Regions from separate parts of the Sus scrofa genome. Here all the other regions are linked to region 1. Evidence: chromatin contacts called from public Hi-C data. All regions are on one chromosome and are shown on one strand. Each heading gives the region's core, a stretch centred on a gene start, on an enhancer-like site or on the middle of the called end of the contact. The rest is flanking DNA. Distances are from core to core; before and after follow the strand shown. Region 1 holds the start of LOC100152714 (carbonic anhydrase 13). Region 2 holds the start of LRRCC1 (leucine-rich repeat and coiled-coil domain-containing protein 1). Region 3 has its middle 71 kb from the start of C4H8orf59.

What was found. Hi-C and Micro-C count contacts between places; a contact is called where the count stands out from the background.
Region 2: a Hi-C map of liver shows a contact between it and region 1, with 6 times the contacts expected there. The contact joins the promoter of LRRCC1 here to the promoter of LOC100152714 in region 1. A contact is called at or near these places in 6 of 47 Hi-C or Micro-C datasets (heart right ventricle, liver and skeletal muscle) and 2 of 2 datasets of contacts at active chromatin or transcription factors (alveolar macrophages and skeletal muscle).
Region 3: a contact with region 1 is called in a Hi-C map of liver, with 4 times the contacts expected there. The contact joins the enhancer-like site here to the promoter of LOC100152714 in region 1. A contact is called at or near these places in 6 of 47 Hi-C or Micro-C datasets (embryonic fibroblasts, liver and skeletal muscle) and 2 of 2 datasets of contacts at active chromatin or transcription factors (alveolar macrophages and skeletal muscle).

The regions. Positions count from the first base shown.
Region 1 is chr4:51,466,341-51,471,430 of Sscrofa11.1, reverse strand. It overlaps LOC100152714 (carbonic anhydrase 13), which reads left to right and starts at 2,460. Exons shown (of 6, transcript XM_013996643.2): 1 at 2,460-2,578. It overlaps C4H8orf59, which reads right to left and starts at 2,277. Exons shown (of 4, transcript XM_005662997.3): 1 at 1,935-2,277. The coding sequence starts at 2,039.
Region 2 is chr4:51,568,400-51,573,489 of Sscrofa11.1, reverse strand. It overlaps LRRCC1 (leucine-rich repeat and coiled-coil domain-containing protein 1), which reads left to right and starts at 2,881. Exons shown (of 18, transcript XM_021089164.1): 1 at 2,881-3,233. The coding sequence starts at 2,896.
Region 3 is chr4:51,395,866-51,400,955 of Sscrofa11.1, reverse strand. No RefSeq gene overlaps it. Among named protein-coding and RNA genes, the nearest start is that of C4H8orf59, 71 kb to the left of the region's middle. Within about 2 kb of position 2,470, at least 6 of the 83 cell types and tissues checked have an H3K27ac peak or open chromatin away from gene starts, as enhancers often do. A contact at or near this core is called in liver, where this site is marked.

The sequences.
Region 1 (5,090 bases), core at 1,211-3,710:
CAACTAAGCCTTTAAATTCTTTCTCAGAAACATCTCAAATCTATTCTTAATGCATGAAAAGAACAATTTAAATAATTTTAATAGTTAAGATTTACTGGAGTTCCCGTCGTGGCGCCGTGGTTAACGAATCCGACTAGGAACCATGAGGTTGCGGGTGCGATCCCTGCCCTTGCTCAGTGGGATAACAATCTGGAGTTGCCATGAGCTGTGGTGTAGGCTGCAGACGCGGCTTGGATCCTGCATTGCTGTGGCTCTGGCGTAGGCCTGCAGCTACAGCTCCGATTCGACCCCTAGCCTGGGAAGCTCCATATGCCACGGGAGCGGCCCAAGAAATAGCTAAAAAAAAAAAAAAAAAAAGATTAATTGAGCTTTTACTACATACACAAGCACTATCCTAACATTTTATGTGCTTTAACTAGTTTACTCCTAACAATACCACTTTGTAGGAGGTACTGCTTTACCTTCATTTTACATTAAAAAAAAAAAACTGATACAAAGAAAAATTAATTTGGCCATTGTTACACTGTTAGTAATCAAGGAATGCCAAGATTCAAATCTAGGCAGACTAGATCGAGGGCTCTCACTATGTGACACAGCCTCTCATATACAAATGAAAATGCAATACAAAAATATGATTTAGTACTGCCTCGTTCAGGGCTGGGTTACTGCTTTAGTCCCTAGGTCTATTTGGTTAGACTATGTCTTGGGACAAACTATACCCATGGACCAAATCAGGTCAGGTACCCACTTTAGTAAATGAAGTTTTATTAGAACACAGCTATGTCCATTGGATTACATATTGTAGGGGCAGCTTTCCTGCTACAACTGTGGACTGCAGAGCCTGAAAGATTTACTTTTTGGTCCTTTTCAGAAAGATTGTTAACTCCTGGCTTAAGCCATATGCATTTAAGTCTATATTGCATAGTGGTAGGAAATGAACCATCCCAGTATTAAAATCCTCCAAAGGGAGTTCCCACTGTTGCACAATGGGATCTGAGGCTTCTTGAGATCAGATCTGAACCAAGCCTGGGGATGAAGGTTCTATCCCCAATCCAGCATAGAGAGTTAAGGATTTGGTGTTGTGGCAGCTGCAGCTTAGGTGGCAACTGCGACTTGGATCTGATCCCTGGCCTGGGAACTCCATATGCCTCTGGGAGGCCAAAAAATAAAATAAAATAAAATAAAATCCTCCAATGGTTCTTCCAAACCACAAGAAGCAATATGCTTTGTCCTGGCTCTAGCATAAATCTGTCAAAGGTATCCCCTGCTCCTTCTCTATATCCACCTGGCCTAGTGCACTAATTATTCTTTGAAAACACTTTGCATGTTCTCCCTTTCTTTCTTTTGCTCACATCCTCTCTATTGACTGAAATGTATACTCTCCTTCAATGGTCAGCCTCAGGAAACTATTTAACAGAGACAGCAACCCCAATAGTGCTTTTGAACCCCCACAGCATTCTAATTAAAAAAAAAAAAGTGAACTGAGTAGAAAACACATGATCATTAAAGAAGCATAAAATACACATAATAAATCATCCCCAAATTAAATAATCCAAAATCCTTCCGATAAGTATCCAAGATCCAACCACTCACCTAGTATTCTTTAATACTACTAGCCAAGTGTGGTCAGAACTGATAATACTACATGTGAAATATACACAAACACAAGAAACATAATGGAAGGTGCTGTTACCAGCAGAATACAAGTAGGATCACAAGAGGGAAAGATCTAGTAGAGTTGGTGACTGGAGGAAATTTCCTGGAGAAGGTGATAGCCTATTTGGTGAGATTTGAGATTTTCTCTGACAACCACTTAGAAAATGATGACATGAGAAAAACCCCCTGTGGCTCAGCCACAACCCACCCGACTACTATCCATGAGGACACGAGTTCAATCCCTGGCCCTGCTCCGTGGGTTAAGGATCCAGTCTTGCCTTGAGCTGTGGCGTAGGTTGCAGGTGTAGCTCGGATCCCCTATTGCTGTGGTGTAGGCCAGCAGTTGCAGCTTCAGTTTCAGCGCCTAGCCTGGGAACTTCCATATGCTGCAGGTGAAGCGCTAAGACAAAAAAAAAAAAAACAGAGAAAACAACCAGACAACCAAAAACTAGTACCCTGCCATGGGCCGAAGGCCCAGCAGGCACGGGGATTCAGGTCTGGGCCTGCAGGCCTGGCCCAGAAGGGCTGCCTGAGCCATCCAGCGGCAGAACCAAGCGACCAAATCACAGCAGCCAAGCCAATCCTGTCCTAACACCCGGAAACCTCCTGCCAGCCCGCTGGAAAATTTCTTTATTAAACTCTCACCAGACTTCCGAAAGCCTCGTGCGGCTGCTCAAGCTCCAAGTGACGCCAACTGCCTGCGCCCGCATCCTGGAAGTTCCGGGGGAGGGAGCCAGTCAAAAGTCCTCATAGCGGTCGTAGTTCCGCCCACCGGGCAACGCCCCGCCCACAGAGCGGAATCCGGGGCCCTGAGATCATCCTTACGCGGAGATAAGCCCCACCCACCGACCTAGCCCCACCCACCGACCGGAGTACAACTCTCCAAGCTCAGCCCATACCCGGAGCGAAGCCCCGCCACCTGGTAAGCTTGGAGCGAAACCCCGCAGTAGGCGTGGTTCCGCCCACCAGCTGGTTCCCACCCCCCTTACGTAGTCCCGCCCACAGAGCCAACCCTGCCGCGGAGCATTCTCTCTTGAATGTCCCAAAGCCTCGCGGGTAGAGCGAGTTCCACCCGCCATGGGAAGTCCTGACCCATTAACATCACTTGCCTTGTGCTGAGCTGAGGACCTCTACTCGGCTGGAACCAAGCGTCGAATTCTCCGAGTGGGTAAATAGAAACCACCCAGGGTGTCTGAGTCTTCCGACCCACGGAGACTATAAGACCATAACCCTGGTAGTCTGTCCTCAGCGGTTTACTGCTAGCTGGTTCTGCCCACCCTCCCAGGAGGTGGCGCTGCGCACCTCTGGGTGGCGCCCAGGGCTTGATTGGGATCTAGAGCTACAATCTCCAAACGGAGAGTCTGTAAAGAGCAAAAAGTTGAAATACTTTTCTCACTGAAGTTTTCTTGCTTTAAAAAGATATGTGTGTATATATATATATATATTTGGTCTTTTAAGGCCGCACCCGCGGCATATGGAAGTTCCCATGCTAGGGGTCAAATCAGAGCTACAGCTCCAGCCTTAGGTGCATCTGCGATCTACTCTGCAGCTTGTGGCAACTGCGGGATCCTTAACCCAATGATCAAGGCCAGGGATGGAACCCCCATCCTCCTGGAGACTATGTCAGGTTCTTAGCCCCCTGAGCCACAACTGGAACTCCTGACATTTTTATATCACTTTTGTAACGTGCTTGAGTTTTGCTCATAGTATCAAAATAAGGCCAGAATACCACTCTCCTTTTGCAAGTGAGAATACTAAGGCTCAGCGTCTAAGCCATTTTCGGGTATCCACACAGCTAGTAACTGACAAAGCCAAACCAAAATCCATGTGGTCTAGCCCTCGGTTAAGTCCTCTTCCCGCCAAGTCAGTCGCCTGCTTGTAGACCGATGAGCCACTTTTACAGTAAATCATTTTATTTATATCAATCACAAAAAGTTAGGGAATACATTAAGGAATGAGGAATAATTACTTGTCAATGTATTTTTATTAAAATTTTGTATTTTTTCCTAAAGACTGATTTTTAAAAACACCTTAAAGTTCTGGTATAAAATGCCCCTAATGCATGGGGGCAGGACCAAAACAACACCAAAGCGACCGAAAAGCATTAGATTCTTTCACAAGGCTAGAGTTATCCACAAATACTGAAGCAAATAAAGCATGTATTATGATTCCGTGAATGTGAAGTTGTTGATATATATGCAGAAGACAAATAGTTGCAATGGAATGACATTATAGTGTCTATGAAAACTTATGGACCTAGCTTTAATCTTGAATAGTTGAGATAGAAATACACACTAGGAAATAACATGGTTGTACAGGCAAGAGCAGTGACATTATATGAGATATGAGTGAGGAGGCATGAATTTTTTTTTTTACTTCTGTCAACAACCAACAGTGTGTTGTGGAAATGTTACTTCATTTCTCTGGGCCTCCCTTTCCCATGTAGATGGCCATTCAGAGAACATTCATTATCTGCTCAGCATTCCTTTCTGGGGAACCACTCTTCTCCCATTAAATGGTCCTGGTTGAGCTAATAAAATTAGTCCTTTTCTGAAGGTTTTCCAACCTGAGCTAATGGAGAATACAGAGTGTTGGTTTTAGGGGAAAAAATCTGAAAAGGCCTTGTAGAAATAAAGCATGGCATAAGCAAGCTGTAAACCCAGAAATGGACTTGCTGTCCTTGTAGGAGTGGAGGTAGACCTGTATGAATAGAGAAGTCTGGGTGTGAAGATACTGTTGAAAATGAGGCTGGTAAGATGAGCTAATGAAGGGCCTTGATAACCAGGCAAGGTTTATTTTATTTTGATTTTTTTAATTTTTAATTTAATTTAATTTAATTTAATTTTTTTATTTTCCCACTGTACAGCAAGGGGGTCAGGTTATCCTTACATGTATACATTACAATTACATTTTTCCCCCCACCCTTTCTTCTGTTGCAACATGAGTATCTAGACAAAGTTCTCAATGCTATTCAGCAGGATCTCCTTGTAAATCTATTCTAAGTTGTGTCTGATAAGCCCAAGCTCCTGATCCCTCCCACTCCCTCCCCCTCCCATCAGGCAGCCACAAGTCTCTTCTCCAAGTCCATGATTTTCTTTTCTGAGGAGATGTTCATCTGTGCTGGATATTAGATTCCAGTTATAAGTGATATCATATGGTATTTGTCTTTGTCTTTCTGGCTCATTTCACTCAGGATGAGATTCTCTAGTTCCATCCATGTTGCTGCAAATGTCATTATGTCATTCCTTTTTATGGCTGAGTAGTATTCCATTGTGTATATATACCACATCTTCCGAATCCAATCCTCTGTCGATGGACATTTGGGTTGTTTCTATGTCCTGGCTATTGTGAATAGTGCTGCAATGAACATGCGGGTGCACGTGTCTCTTTTAGGTAGAGTTTTGTCCGGATAGATGCCCAAGAGTGGGATTGCA
Region 2 (5,090 bases), core at 1,632-4,131, 100 kb before region 1:
TTTTGTAACCTATCAATCAGTCATCTAATCTTATCTTCTCCAGAAATTGCTGATTTAGAACCCTTAATTTATCTCCTATTTCTCTTATTTGGCAATTTGGCCTGGGTTTAAGTGCTTCTAGTTAAGTGATTCATGCATGTATCTATGTGTCCTTAGCTGGGGTGACTTGTTTCTGCTCTATATAACTTGCTCAAATGGCAGCTCAGGCAGTCTTCCAAAAGAGGGAGCAGAAACATGCAAGATGTCTTGAGGCCTAGCGCTAGATATCTTGGGAATAGCACTAGAATTCCAGTGCATTCTCCTTGCCAAAACAAAAAAGTCACATCTAATCCTAGAATCAAGGAGCCAGTAGAGTTTGTACCTCCACCTCTTGTGGAAGGAGCTGCAAACACATGGCAAAGCATGTGGTTATAAGAAATAGTAACTTTATGGCTAGAGGTTTTCGAATATGATAGGTACAGGTAAACAAAAGGAGACTAATAAGAGTTAAGTCTGGAAATTTCTTCAACATTAGATAAGAAAGTTAGGTTTTTATTTGATGGTTAATGTCAATACAAATAATCAATAAATGATCTACGACATGACAGGTAAAGAGCTTTATTTGAGCCAAACTAAGGACTATAACCTGGGCAATACAGATTCAAGAAGCATTTGAAATATGTTCTGCCAGACTACAAAATGGGAAAGGCTTGTTATATAGGCAAAAACCACAAAATTACATAACATGTGTGTAAGGAATTAGGTTTGGAGCTGGCAAGAAGTATGGGTGGTTATTAAGCAAGGATTGCTTGGGGTCTGAAATGGGTGCATAATTACAAGGGGAGAACTTGAGACCATAATATTGCAGCTAGCAGCTGCTAGCATATATTGTTTTGAAAACCAGTGGTGTCTTTGAGATTGATATAGTTCAGAATATTCAAGTTCTCAAAGACGCAGGAACTTGTTTGAAACCATATCCACAATGGCCACCCAGCTCCATCTTGAATGCCTGAACCAGTTACTCCATTTTGATTTTTAAATGCATTCTTTCCCTTAATGGTTAATGCAGATATACCATGCAGGTGTGACATAAGTTAGGCTATTCTAGTTAGCATAAAGCTAAATCATGTATACATGACTTCTGCATACTGAAACCGTATAAAGGCCCTATCTCCTTGTGTTTTGAAGTAAAAGACTTTCCTTTTAGCCTCCCAGACTTCCCCTCAGTCTCAAATGGCTGACTTCAGAGTTAATGATTAAGGAGTTCCCATCATGACACTGGTTAACGAATCCAACTAGGAACCATGAGGTTGTGGGTTTGATCCCTGGCCTTGCTCAGTGGGTTAAGGATCTGGCGTTGCCGTGAGCTGTGGTGTAGGTCGCAGACGTGTCTTGGATCCCAAGTTGCTCTGACTCTGACATAGGCTGGTGGCTACAGCTTCAATTAGACCCTAGCCTGGGAACCTCCATATGCCGTGGGTACAGCCCTAAAAGGACAAAAGACCCAAAAAAAAAAAAAAAAAAAAAAGAGTTAATGATTAAGAAATATTATTACAGGAGTTCCCGTTGTGGCGCAGTGGTTAACGAATCTGACTAGGAACCATGAGGTTGTAGGTTCGATCCCTGGCCTTGCTCAGTGGGTTAACGATCCAGTGTTGCCGTGAGCTGTGGTGTAGGTCACACGCAGCTCGGATCCTGCGTTGCTGTGGCTCTGGCGTAGGCCGGCAGCTACAGCTCCGATTCGACCCCCAGCCTGGGAACCTCCATATGCTGCGGGAGCGGCCCAAGAAATGGCAAAAAGACAAAAAAAAAAAAAAAGGAAATATTATTACAGCTAAAAACTATTTAAAACACACTCTCCATTATATTATGCCGTGCCTTGGCCCACTAACTTAACTCTAACCATCTTTTCACAAATGATTTCTTCCTTGCTTATTTGCTTTCTTTTCATTGATGATTACTTTCTAGTTAAGAGTTATATTGCCTGTCTAGTGTTTTCTTTTCCTGTGAAACACTCCCTAACGCCCCCTTCCTTTTGTGAGCAGAAAGGTCAAGGTCTGATAACCCCAAAGACCACCAGAAACCATCACCAGACCATCTGACTCCAGCCTTGATGACTCTGAAGTGATCTATTCAGGGAAAAGAAAGCAGGCACCCTGATCCTTATCAATAGCCCTAAACCTTTTTTGAGCTAAACCTATAAAATCCCTTGCTAGCCCTTCTCAAGAAAGAACACAGTTTTGAGGGTATTAGACTACTGGGGCCTCCTTCACCTGGCAAAGCAATAGTGCTGTTCTTTTCGCTTCACCCAAAACTCTTGTCTCCAAGACTTAGCCAGTACCATTGTGCAGAGGCCAAGTTTTGGCTACACAATCTCAATATGTGAAAATTTCTTCCATCACTAATGAGGAACCACTTAAGATTTTAGTTCAGGATAGTGACAGGTCCAGAGTTGAACTATACCTTTCGCCTCCATTTAAAAATATTTCCATGACTCAGAAAGCAATCTAACCAGAAGAGTTCTTGGATCTTACAGTCAAGTCTCTGATCAGTCATCAGTAACTTCCTTTTAGAAAACGTTCCCATTACCTACGAAAATATAAAGTTCGCTTAAATGCTATTCCTCGCACTAGCCCTGTTGCACAGCATATCTTTGTTTCCTGCACTGACCTATGAATGCTTCCAGAACAAGAACAGGTTTCATCTTAGTCCTCATTGCATAGGGAGGTACCTGGCACAAGTAAGGCACCCCATCGTGTTTGTGGAATCAACAGTAGATGCAGTGGCCCATGGGAGAACAACTTATAGATATGTAAAACTATAGGTCTGTAAAAACAAACTGCTGTGACGAAATTACTTTCAAGTCAGTCACCCACAACGCAAAAATGATACCCAACGAGCCACACACAAGACAAAATGCTCTGCTTTACGGCAATTCCCAAGCATCGCGCCCATAGATACCGTAAAAGGAAGGAAAACCTTAGGTGGGGAAGTTCAGGCTTCCGGCTTTGCGACACCGTCAGGGCGGGAAAGTGCCCGCTGTCGGTTAGAGGGCCGTCGCCCCGCCCCCTCTGGCCGGACTTCCGCGCACCTGGGAGGCGTGTTCCGGGCAGTCAGATCCAGCGCTGGGCGCCGGTTAAGACCCCGCTCCCAGTCGCCGGTGCCATGGAGGCGCCGGTGGAGGCGGAAGTCGAGAATGAGGACGGCGACAGCAGCTGCGGGGACTTGTGCTTCATGGACAAAGGCCTGCGGAGGTAAAGGGCGCTCTGCAGCCAGGGGCGGCCCGCGCACCCCGGGCAGCGGGCAGCCTCGGTGGATCGGAGGCGCGGGGCAGCTTAGCAAGATCTCACACAAAGGCGTCTGTCATTCACCCGCCGTTCTCCACCACAACTGCGCTGCTTAAGTCCCAGATACAAATCCAACGAGCCCCCTTTCATTTTCTCCCGGAACTTAAGAGCAGCCTGGAAACTGCCGCACATCCTGATTCCCTACTAGCCTTTGACGGTCCTCTCTTCTTTGCTGGTTCTCTTTTCCTTACTGCTTATTATTTCTTTGCTTGCCCTGTAATTTTAGGTCTTCTAGGGTTCTGTCTTCTCTTTCCTCTGCTCCTTCTTCTACCTTGACAAAAAGTGGCAGCGTGGTAGTCGTGAAGCAAGAGTTTACTCCTCTTCATTAGCTTTGCTTGGATTTTCTTTACTCCCATTTTTATATCATCTTTGCAGAGCACTGTGATACATACATTCTTATACTTTTTGAAAATACTAAACACATCACATTTATTTCCCTCTTTGGTGCAGCCCAGATTTATGCAGTGTCATATTAGGCTTTTGGTTCTGTGTTGCTGATTGGTTCCAGTCTTACCTCTTACTGTATCTCCAGTTATACCCTGTGATCAGCCATACTAAGCTACAGGCAGGCAGTTCCACAGGCTTGTCTGTGACTTTCCACACACTGTTCCTTTATTGAGGCCCTTGCTGATAATTAAAGCTTATTGTTCTGGATCCTCATCTAAAGTTCCCCGGAAAAACCCCAGGAAGGTGTTTTTCAAAGGAATATTTACATTTATATTTAATAATAGCTAGCATTTACTGAATGCCATCTACATGTGCATGTGACATATATTATCACCAACCCTCGCAGCAGTTTTGCAAGGTAATAATTTTACAAGGGATAATTCTGAGACTCAGAGGATCTTTATAAGTTTCCCAACTTCATGCAGCTGGTGGATTAAATTTGAATTCAAAACTGCTTCTGTCTAATTTCATTGTCTGTTTTTCTTGCTGTACTACATTTTCTATGCAATACTAATTTCCAGAAACTGAAATGTTTCATAAAACAAATGCTGTCATTAAGAGTATGTGTTACTAGCATAAGGTCTGGCACTAAATAATAGCTAAAGAAGCTAGGTAACTGGAAAATGTTTCACATTTAGAGATTGCTAGTTTGAAATTTAGAAATGCTTTATCTCTTTTTCTGACAGGGGTTCTTATGACTTTCAGTCTGAAGAGTAAAGAATAAACTGAACGACCTTATGATATATTCAGACTTTTTTTATTTTAATATTAAATTTGAGATTCTTAATGCTAATTTAGAAGCAAAGACGAATTCCTTGTTTTCCCTTTACTCCCTGACTGCCAAACTCATTTTCCTGCTACTAGAATTGATTTCCTACAACTTTACTGTAGCTGCCCCAGAACATAAAGCAGACGCTTATGACACTGTCCCAGTTTCAGCCTCTCTGAATTATGTGTACTTCAGTTTATACTCCAGGAGCTCCTATTTTCAGGAGAGTTTCCAGTTAAAATAGCAGTAACTGAGAGAAAGAAGAAATGAGTTCCATTTAGGGGAGATAGTATTCCAAATTTCAACAAGGAAGACAGGAACTTTCTCACTACAAATAACTAGTAGTTTATTTTGAAATCAACTACATTCTGGGTTAAACAGACATTGCAGACAGTGGCAGGAATAAAATTGTAAACTCCATTACCAGACCTGCATTTATTCATGCAGTTAGGTAATAGCTACAAGATCTTGGATAAGTTATTCAATTTCTACTATATTAATCTTGGTGTCCTCAGATACCTACTGCTTGGAGGATTAAATGAGCGGAG
Region 3 (5,090 bases), core at 1,221-3,720, 70 kb after region 1:
CCTGGATCCTTACATGGACCAATCCCTCATTCAAATGCTACCCCCTCAAAGAGGCTTCCCCTGAGGCACCTGTTACTCTCTTTCTCCTTACCCTGATGACTTTCTAATAGCACTTGATGTAGCATAGTGTAGTTCATTTCTAAAAACATCTGTCTGTTTCTCCTACTAGAATGCTAATTTTTTTTGTTTGTTTGTTTTAGCTCATGTGGCATGCAGAAGTTCCTGGTCCAGGGATTGAACCTGTACAACAGTAGCAACTCAAGCTTTTGCAGTCACAATACCAGATCCTTAACCTGCTGCACCACAAGGGAACTCTAAATGTTAACCTCCTTAGAAACAGGGATTTTATTTTGTTAATCAGTGTTCCTAGCATCAAAGTAGTCCTTGGCACATGATAGACATCAATAAATACTTATTTAATGAACAAATCAATAGTTTTCATGCATATTTAAAATAACATAGTCAAAGGGTACAAATTTGCAACTAGATGATGAATACATTCTGGAACATAGAGATTGTTGTCAGTAATACTGTGTTATATATTTCAAAGTTGCTCAGAGAATAGACTTAAATGCTCTTATCATAAAAAAATGAAATGATAATTATGGAACATGAGAGAGGTATAAGCTAATGCAATATACAAATGTATCAAGTCAACACATTTTACACCTTAAAATCACACAATGTTTGATATTTTTCTTTCTTTCCTTTTCTTCTTCTCTGTTATTATTATTTTTGCTTTTTAGGGCCACACCTGCAACATATAGAGGTTCCCAGGCTAGGGGTTGAATCAGAGCTGTAGCTGCCGGCCTATGCCACAGCCACAGCAATGCAGGATCCAAGCCGCGTCTGTGACTTACACCGCAGCTCACAGCAATGCCGTATCCTTAACCCACTGAGCAAGGCCAGGGATCGAACCTGTGTCCTCATGGAGCCTACTCAGATTCGTTTCTGTTGAGCCACGATGGGAACTCCCACAGTATAATCTTTACTTTTCTGGAGTAGTTTTGTGCTGCTGAAGAAGACTGGGTGTAGGCTATTTTTTTTCTTTTTCTTTTTTTTCATGACCACACCTACGGCATATGAAAGTTCCCAATCTAGGGTTGAATTGGAGCTGCAGCTGAGCCTGTGCCACAGCCACAGCAACACTAGATCCTTAACCCACTGAACAAGGCCAGGGATCCAACCTGCAACCTCATAGACACTATATCAGGTTCTTAACCCACTGAACTACAACGAGAACTCTCTGAGTGTAGACTTATATGTCAGCTTGGCATCATATAGAGTGTGCAGTGCTCCTTAAAAAAACTTTGACAAGATTTTTGCAGCCGAAGATGTGAGTTAGTACAATAATGCATATACATATATGTTCACAACTTATTTACAATCATGCTTTGGTGCTTTGAAAGGCTTCTTCAAGTTTTCATGCCATGTGCAAGAGTATAAATCTTACTGTCTAGTTGATTCACTTGCAGTCCCTCCCTCAGAGTTTAATGGATGCCATATTTTCAAACTGAGGCAGTCTTTCTGCTCTGGACACCAGATCTTCCAAAACAACACTGCTGGTGTGAGAGAAGCACTAAGAGAAAGGAAGCACAGGAGAGGATGGGGAGAAGGAGAAAGAGGTTCTTGCAGTAAATAGTCAGCATTTGAAAGGGAGAATATGTGGTGAAAGAAAAGGCATATTTTAACAGGAATTAAAAAATAAAACTTCAGGAGAGTTCCCACTGTGGCACAGTGGGTCAGTAATCCAGATTGTCTCTGTGGAGGGGCTGGTTCAATACCTGGCCCAGAGCAGGGGTTTAAGGATCCAGCATTGCTGCAGCTGCAGTGTAGTTCAGCAGTTCTGGCTCATATTTTATCTCTGGCCTGGGAACTTCCACATACCACAGGGGCAGCTAAAAATGGAAGAACAAACGAACAAACAAACCCCCCAAAACTTTAGGAAAAAAAATTGACGTGGGCATGATCTCTTTAAAGGATGAAAAATGAGGAAGTTATAGGGCAGCCCTGATCTGTTCCTATTGTTAACCCCCAGGTGGTGCTGTTGGAGAAGAAAAGCTGATTCCCTCTGGAAGTAGGCAGGCCACCAGGAGATTGCATACCATGGGCCTTTAACACAGAACCGACTTCGACCTGCTAGTGCTGGATTCCAGTCCCTTCCAAAGACTCCCTTGGCTTTACTTTTTAGTATGAAACAGAGAGCGTCGCATTTGTGTCATGAATAAGTCTGCCCATACGTGGGGTCCTGGAATTCCTTCTCTCTCTCTCTCTCTTTTTTTCTCTTTTGTTCTTAACTCCTTTCTCCCTTCTCCTGCAGGTGCATCTCCGGGCTACCATTCCCTCAGGGTGCATCCCTGCCACCAGCTCTTGGTAGCTCTTAATCCTCTGGGCACCATACCGATTCCACTGGGCTATTCCTCTGCCCCTGCCAAGGGAGAGAAAGCTGGGGAAGTACTCATTAACAGAAAACCTTTGATATATTTACCCTCTGTGTTCTGCCTCTGCTAAGCACACAATCAGAGGGAGCGGCCTCAGGTTGAAGCAAGTTTGTCTGTTAATTTCCTGGAGTCAGTGCTGCTTTCATGCTGGGTGGCTCTTAACTGGTGCTTCTATAAAGGTCGTCCTTTCCAGTGTTTCCTATCAATGGCAGAGTCTTAGCTGTGAGTTGTTCTCCTTCTATGCAAAAGGGATGGACTAGATGTGGGCCGGGGGTGGTGGGGGCGGGGGGAAGGGTCTTACAGCAGTGCTCAGGGTCTGTTAGCAGGTATCAGAATTACTTATTAAAATCTTTTTTCTCAGAGTTCCCTGGTGGCCTAGTGATTAAGGATCCAGCATTGTCACTGATGTGTAAAAAAAAGAAAAGTTTTCTAGAGGTATCTGTGTTTGTACACATGGTCCTTTTCTTTGGCACCATCTCCCTCTTGGTAGAGTTAGATCACTTTCTTTTTTTTGGGTCCTTTCCCGCAGCATATGGAAGTTCCCAGGCTAGGGGTAGAATCAGAACTGCAGCCACTGGCCTTAGTCCACAGCCACAGCAATTCAGGATCTGAGCCATGTCTGTGACCTACACCATAGCTCACCACAATGCCAGATCCTTGATCCGCTGAGCGAGGCCAGGGATCAAATCTGCAATCTCATGAATACTAGTCGGGTTTGTTACTGTTGAGCCACAACCGGAACTCTAGAGACCATTCTTTCTTCAGTCCTCATTCTCTGTTGAATCAAGACCTCATTCCTGCCTTTGAGGCTCAAAGACTTCATTAAAGGCACTAACTCCTTGCTCACTTAGCTTTCTTCCCTCAGATCCCCTGTAGATCCATCTACCACACACATGCCTCCTCTCCTCTGGGGCCATTCTTCCAATTAGGGGAATTCAGAACCCAAAAAATTCACAAAAGTGTTCACCAAAAATTAAGGGAGCATAATTAGGATTTTTCTAGAGAAATCAGGTTCTTGCTTTCTCATCTAAGAGAAAAGTGGATTTTTTTTTTTCTTTAGCTTTTCTAGGAAAGGTAAAGGCTTTTGGAAAATCTTCAGGGTTTCTGGCCCTCCCCTCCCATATTGAATCATCCGGGGCCAATCTGAATACTTCATTCTGCACATTTTCAGATCTGAGGTTAAGGATAGTGGTCACAGAGGAGTACTCTTTCTCATCAGCAGGAAGGAGGAGTAAGTGCAAAGACTTGTGAGCCTTGGCTCTTGCTAATCTCAGGTCTCTTGCTAATCCACACAAAATGAGCATAATATTGACATAGTGAGTTTGCTGTGCATCTTAGACAAGAAGAGCTTAAAGGAATTATCACAGAGAAACTCAAGAAATCTTAGTGTTGGAATGAACACCATCTGTCAGCCAGGGCGATGGAAGAACAATCTAGTAGTTCCAGATTCCTTTTGGATTCAGGCACTAGATGTCACTGCTGGTGTTTGGTACTTTCCAAAAAAAAAAAAAAAAAAAAATGGTTTAAAAAAAAGTTCTAAAGGGAAAAGACAAGGGTGGCTGGAGACTGCTTTCTTAAGAAGATAAGCCCAGAGCATCCCTTCAATATCCTAGTAAAAATGAGTCAGCTCTGGAAAAGTTGAAAGGCTTCAATCAACATATTTAGATATCAAGTAAGCCACTATGGTTTGTTGATTAACTGACTGAATTTGATTCAAAAATAAATACTGTTACTATATTTAAGATGCTGCAGCTTCTGATGTAAGGCAATCAGCTTCAGAATTCAGAGGTTTGAATGAGAAGGTGGAGTGAGAATGTTAGCGAATAGTTAAATAACAAAAGGAAGAAAATCTGTAAGACATCAAGCATCCTACTGATCCTGTATTTATAGGACAGGTAACATATAAATATAGATCTTTTTCTTCCCATTAAATATTTAGTCACTGTACTTAAATGTTGAAGCCTTCTTATAAGTACCTTCTCTGATCTATATGTGTATAGAACATCAGTTTAAGTGAAAATATTCTGAAGTAAAAATTCCCAAATTCAGTATACACACACGAAGAATGGAGATTCAAGTTGCTGTATTGATTGTTAACTGCATTAGAGATTTAAGAGGGAAATGCTATTTTTTTTTCCTCCCTAGGGCCGCACCTGCAGCATATGGAGGTTCCCAGGCTAGGGGTCTAATCAGAGCTGTAGCCACCGGCCTATGCCACAGCCACAGCAACTCGGGATCCGAGCCTCCTCTGTGACCTACACCACAGCTCCCAGCAATGCTGGATCCTCAACCCGCTGAGCTAGGCCAGGGGTCGACCCCACAACCTCATGGCTCCTTGTCAGACTCATTAACCCCTGCACCACAACGGGAACTCTGGGAAATGCTATTTTTATCAAGTATTAAAATGGGGGAGTTCCCATTGCAGCTTAACGGTTCAAGGACCTGATGTTGTCTCTCTGAGAATGTAGCTTTGATCCCTGGCCTCATTCAGTGGGTTAAAGATCCAGCATTGTCACAAGCTGAGGCATAGGTTACAGCTTGGATCTGGTGTTGCCTCGGCTGTGTTGCAGGCTGCAGCTGTGGCTCTAATTCAACCCCTGGCTTGAGAAGGTCTGTATGCCACAGGTGCAGCCTTAAAAAAAAAAAAAA